2 separate regions of the Rattus norvegicus genome follow, and region 1 is linked to region 2. A link is a contact called in public Hi-C data. All regions are on one chromosome and are shown on one strand. The core of a region is the stretch at or near the end of the contact, and the rest is flanking DNA. Distances in the headings are between cores, read along the strand shown. Region 1 holds the start of Ankrd46 (ankyrin repeat domain 46). Region 2 holds the start of Polr2k (RNA polymerase II, I and III subunit K).

What was found. Hi-C and Micro-C count contacts between places; a contact is called where the count stands out from the background.
Region 1: a Hi-C map of kidney shows a contact between it and region 2, with 8 times the contacts expected there. The contact joins the promoter of Ankrd46 here to the promoter of Polr2k in region 2. A contact is called at or near these places in 12 of 12 Hi-C or Micro-C datasets (the A7r5 cell line, the Rat2 cell line, Schwann cells and 7 more) and 1 of 1 datasets of contacts at active chromatin or transcription factors (oligodendrocytes).

Annotation. Positions count from the first base shown.
Region 1 is chr7:69,551,346-69,554,541 of GRCr8, reverse strand. It overlaps Ankrd46 (ankyrin repeat domain 46), which reads left to right and starts at 1,265. Exons shown (of 5, transcript NM_001013948.2): 1 at 1,265-1,337; 2 at 2,056-2,166.
Region 2 is chr7:69,239,742-69,242,501 of GRCr8, reverse strand. Polr2k (RNA polymerase II, I and III subunit K) reads right to left here and starts at 1,269. Exons shown (of 4, transcript NM_001282325.1): 1 at 1,187-1,269; 2 at 413-482; 3 at 1-75. The coding sequence starts at 473.

The sequences.
Region 1 (3,196 bases), core at 16-2,515, 310 kb before region 2:
GATAAATTATATGAATAGAATTACCATTTAAATTACCCAGTGCCTTGACACAGTGGATGGGCATATATGGAGATATTGACTAATTGATTAATGTATCCCCAATTTACAGAATATTTATGATCAGTCACTGTTCAAGTAAATGTTAAATAGCCTAAGATGATTGGCGGCCCTGGGGATTGCTGAGCTCACCCCGCCCTGGTATCTTAGATTCAGTGTATGTACATGTGTGTGTGCGTGAGTGCCTCTGTGTGTGGCCTGTGTCTGTGTGCACATGAGCGCATGCATGCACGAACCCAAGTGTGCAAATACTTATGTGCACTTGTTCATGGAGACCAGAGGTCAGCCTCAGGTGACATACCATAAGAGCCAACCATCTTGGTTTTTTTGAGACAGGACTCTCATTGAGGCCCAGAACTCCATGAGTAGCACAGGCTGTGCTGGCTGGCCAGGGAGACCCCCTGAAATCAGATATCTCCCACGGGCCAGAACCGCACATAGCCAGCATGCTTGGCTTTTTATTCGGATTCTGGGGATTGACCTCAGGTCTTTAAGCTTGCAATGCAAGTCCTTTACCAACTGAGCTATCTCTCCAGCCTTTTTATAATTCTTAAGTGAAGGAAATGTGAGATTTCTTCAAGTCAGGCAATAATCCTAAACACCGATTTGACATTGCGGGGGCAGGGGGGGTGCACGACGGATTTAGACTTAATTCTTGAACAGATGACCTTCTACAGGGTCATCTGGTGGGGTAGATGGTACTAGAACTCAGAGAACAGTGTTTAAAAGAAGTCACCTTGGTTGTATGACTGGAGTTGAGAGAGAGAGAGAGAGAGAGAGAGAGAGAGAGAGAGAGAGAAGCTATGTGAAAGAATGTTCCAGTACATGGGTGTATCATCATTTTCAGGTTTGATTGTACACAAGTCACGATAAGTCAAGGACTTATAAATAAGGCGTAAGCATTCAATCTGAATAATAACTCGGTAGGATCGAATATTAAAGTAGACTTGTAAGCCATGATTTGCTAACAAGTGGATTCAGATCTTCCCTGTAGCCGGAAACAAATTAATGCGCGTGGCACTTAACATATTTGTTTCTGCCTTTTAAATTTCTACTTAGTGGAGTCAATGGGACATGTATTTAGAAAAAGAGGTGAAAGTGCACGATGCTGGTAAGAGGGCGAGCCGCCGCCATGTGAGCCTCCCGCCTGCAGGGGGCGCGCCGTCACGAGGTGCAAGGCCGCTCTGCCCCGCGTGAGCTCCACCTCTGTGGCCGCCAGCGCCCCGCCCTCAGTCACTGGAGAGGAGGAGCTGCTGCCTTCATTGCTCCTTCAGGATCAGGTACCTGGGCCGGGGCTGTGGGCAGCAGCTGGACTGGAGCGAGTGACACCTGCCCTAAGGGCCGTGGAGCCCGGTGCGGGTCCGAGCGGCTTAGCCGCGGGCGATGATGGCGGGAGGGCCTAGGTCAGGCCTGGGAGATTGCACGGAGGATGCCCACGGATATTTCGGAGTCTCCTGGCAGCCCACGCCCCAGCCCTATGGCGACGTCCTTCCCAGGCCGGGATGCAGAGCATAGTTAGGAATTGTCATGTCCTTAGCTGGTCACGAGGAGTCCGCAGCCCTGGCGAGCGTGGGCACTGTGGAGGTCCGTGTGATCTGCCCAGACTGTCACACTGCCCAGGGCATTCTCGGTGAGACAAGGTTTGCACATTTTGTGCTTAGGCCTCAGGCGATCATCAACTTTCATACTTTGACACGCGTCATTAAAAAGCAGTTGGTTTCTCTCCGGAGAAGAAAACATTTATTCTTAACAGCATTCCACAGAATCTCGAATTGGCTGAGGAATGTAGTAAGTGTGTACTATTGAAGAGTAAGGGACACTGCTCACTCTTCAGAATGTGGCATGGTACTTAGGCGCTTCCCAAGGGCGCTCTCAGTGGTATGGTGGTTTTTATGTTGCAGTAGCAACTGGCTGTCTTCATGTCGGATATTGTGCCCACTAATGTGCCCTTTTAAAGTCTTTGCAACAGCCCTCACAAGTACCATCTCTGATTTGCAGATAAACTGAGGCACAGAGTCTAAATTAACCTGTCCAAGGCCAGACAGTTGGCAGAGTAAGTGGAATCAGAGACACACAAGACTTCACGCCAGCACCCTTTACCTTCCAAAGGTAGTGTTTCTTTTTTCTTTCTTTATTTTTTTTTCTTTTCTTTTTTTTTTTTTTTTTTTTTTTTTTGGAGCTGGGGACCAAACCCAGAGCCTTGCGCTCGTTAGGCAAGCGCTCTACCGCTGAGCTAAATCCCCAACCCCAAAGGTAGTGTTTCTTAAGATTTCTGCTTATTCAATCAGAGCTTTCAGGGACTAAGCCACTACCTAAAGACTATACATGGACTGACCCTGGACTCTGACCCCATAGGTAGCAATGAATATCCTAGTAAGAGCACCAGTGGAAGGGGAAGCCCTGGGTCCTGCTAAGACTGAACCCCCAGTGAACTAGTCTATGGGGGGAGGGCGGCAATGGGGGGAGGGTTGGGAGGGGAACACCCATAAGGAAGGGGAGGGGGGAGGGGGATGTTTGCCCGGAAACCGGGAAAGGGAATAACACTCGAAATGTATATAAGAAATACTCAAGTTAATAAAAAAAAATTCATAGTAGTAAATACCTAGGCAATTATTGTGCAAAATATATAGGACTCATAAATTGTACCTCTTGAAGAAAATATACAGAAATAAAGTTAGATAGTGTGGAAGTTTCTCTTCCATACAAAGTTTCTTATAATGGTGGAAAAAAAAAAAAGATTTCTGCTTATTGATAAAATTTGTAGCCTGAACTGGTTTCTCTTAGACTTATGCTATGACATTATGCCTGTGCCACTGTCGGTTTACTTTAAAGAGAAGTATGTTTGTTCATTAAGCTTTGTGGTGGTAGTAAGGTTAAATGTCCTGGGTTCTCACTGTTTCAGAATAGGTTGATTTGATGTAGAAGTGTGTCTGTGTTTGTTCGCACATCTTAGCTGTGTGTTCGTTAATTGTATTTTCACAGCAGCTCTATCGAGTGTGCGTTGCACACGCAGCATGGATAGAACTGCCACATGGTGGGTTATGAAGGACTCAGGGCACATTCTGTACAGCAAATGGAGTTGCTGACTGCATGATGAAGGAGTTTCACTGTGAGACTGGGGATGGTTGTTCCCCAATCC
Region 2 (2,760 bases), core at 20-2,519:
TGTACATTATTCTGTATCCACATTCTCTGCATCTGATTGGATCCCTGGATTTTATTTCATTTTCGGTGTGACACTCTGGGAAAGAAAGCACATTTATTCAAAGCCTGAAAGAGAAACACTCCAGGGAAGCAAACAGTAACAACATATTAAAAACAGGAGGAAACCAGGGCACCAAAACATCCAAGTACATTCTTATTACTGAACAGACCAAGGAGAAAGAAGAGCTGTAGGCAGTACACCTTTTCCAGATAAAAGGAAGAAATCTTAATAAGGTAGAGGGATTTTAAAATTAACAATCGCTAAAGTGCTCCACGTTATAATTTTAAAGATTTGTACTCATGTATGGAAGGATTCTTTTTAATGGGAGGGGGGGGCGTTCCTAAGTAAAGCATTATTTAAATGTTAATCTTACCTCCACAAATATATATCATTGGCTGCTGCTTTGGTGGTTGAACATCTTTCTGGGTGTCCATTGTTCGTGCCTGAAATGAGAGCCAAAGACTGAGTAACAGGGCCTTCGCACAAAACATGCCCCATTTGATTTATCTTTTTCTCAGAAGCTATACGAGGTTCTGATTTTCCGACCAAAGAGGAAAACCTCAGTAGAATGTTTGCCTAGTGTGCAGAAGCCCAAGAATCAATACCCAATATTACGGATGGGGAAATTAAAAAAAAAAAAAAAGTAATTATCTACTTCCCCTAAACAGTGATGTGGGCTGGGTCTGAAGGATACAGCACATTTTCAACAATAGTAAATACATTATGAATGTTTATTACTCTTCAGGATCCTAGAGGGTATTACACACGAAGAAACGGAGGCTAAGGACATGTTGGTTTGTCCAGTATCACTCCGCAAAGGAATTCCGATTTGAGCTGGGAGCAGTAGCTCCGTCAAAGCTTGTCTCAACATTAACTCCACCGGGGATCTTTATTTTCGCATTTGGTTCTTTAAGAAGGCTTTGAGAGTCTTCACTTTGTAATTCAGGTTAGCCGAGAACTCACTTTGTAGCCTTAGATTGAAAGTCAAGGTGCTTGTTGATGGCAGAATTCTCCTACCTCTGCTTCCCAAGCGCTCAGATGGCAGGCGTGTGCTACCGCTCTCGGTCGTCCAGGGATATTTTAAAGCCAGGTGTCTCTCCTAGTTTTGCCTCCAATTTACCTCCCAAATCACCCGCCGATCCCTTACCTCCGCAGCTCCGGAAAGCGTCCCTCCTCTGTGCACGCAAACGCTTTCTCCGGCTCTTAGAAGCAAGAGACACTACCGGCGCTGCTTCGCCAACTTCCGGCGCTGACTTATGACGCAAAAGCCCTGTCCCTTTCTGCCTGGCAGTACCGAAGAACTAGGGCGCTTGTTGGGGACTGGTTTATAGTGTTTCTCTCCTTAATTCCTGTAGGATTTTGTTTTGATTTGCCCCTCTCTCCAGGGTAGCAAAACATTCCCACAGCTCGGCGTTCGAGAGTCTGTGCTTGTGTAACGGCAGATAGAGCAGGAAGCCAAAACAGGTGCTGCTGGAATCTTAACCCAGCCATTGCTTGGGCGAACACCAGCAGGCCACCCTACCAACACTTCACTTCCCAATATCACGGTTTTCAAATTGTTCAATACCCATGCAGGTTTTTGTTTGTTTGTTGTTTTCAAATTCCAGTTTTCTTAGTTTCTTGTCACCTCTCTTCTATTTTATGTTGGGGAATGGAATGATAGGGGAAGCCCGAGGCTTGATAGTCTATGTAGCCCAGGCTGAGCTTGCTCTTAAACCGGCGCAGTTCTCTACCTTCGCCGCCTCAATGCTGAAATTAATTGCGCAAATCACAACGCCTGCCCATCTTCCTTTTTGAAGCCAAGGTTTTCACAACTAAGGTTTTCACAAGGACAACTCCATCAATTACTTCCACTAGTTGGTGGCTTTAGCTTTTCTCGTAGTATTCTCCCTCTTGTGTTTGATCAATTCAATAGAGTACAGGTGGTATGTGTTCTCACAGATCAAACTTTTAACTCAGTAAAAATCTGTTGGGTTCAGGACGTTTACACTCAATTATTTCACACCATTTATTTTAAAAATAGAGTGGACAAACTAATAGAAGAAAAACTAGGGAAGCATCTGGAACACATGGGCACTGGAAAAAATTTCCTGAACAAAACACCAATGGCTTATGCTCTAAGATCAAGAATCGACAAATGGGATCTCATAAAACTGCAAAGCTTCTGTAAGGCAAAGGACACTGTGGTTAGGACAAAACGGCAACCAACAGATTGGGAAAAGATCTTTACCAATCCTACAACAGATAGAGGCCTTATATCCAAAATATACAAAGAACTCAAGAAGTTAGACTGCAGGGAAACAAATAACCCTATTTAAAAATGGGGTTCAGAGCTAAACAAAGAATTCACAGCTGAGGAATGCCGAATGGTTGAGAAACACCTAAAGAAATGTTCAACATCTTTAGTCATAAGGGAAATGCAAATCAAAACAACCCTGAGATTTCACCTCACACCAGTGAGAATGGCTAAGATCAAAAACTCAGGTGACAGCAGATGCTGGCGAGGATGTGGAGAAAGAGGAACACTCCTCCATTGTTGGTGGGATTGCAGACTGGTAAAACCATTCTGGAAATCAGTCTGGAGGTTCCTCAGAAAATTGGACATTGAACTGCCTGAGGATCCAGCTATACCTCTCTTGGGCATATACCCAAAAGATGCCTCAACATATAAAAGAGACACGTGCTCCACTATGTTCATCGCAGCCTTATTTATAATAGCCA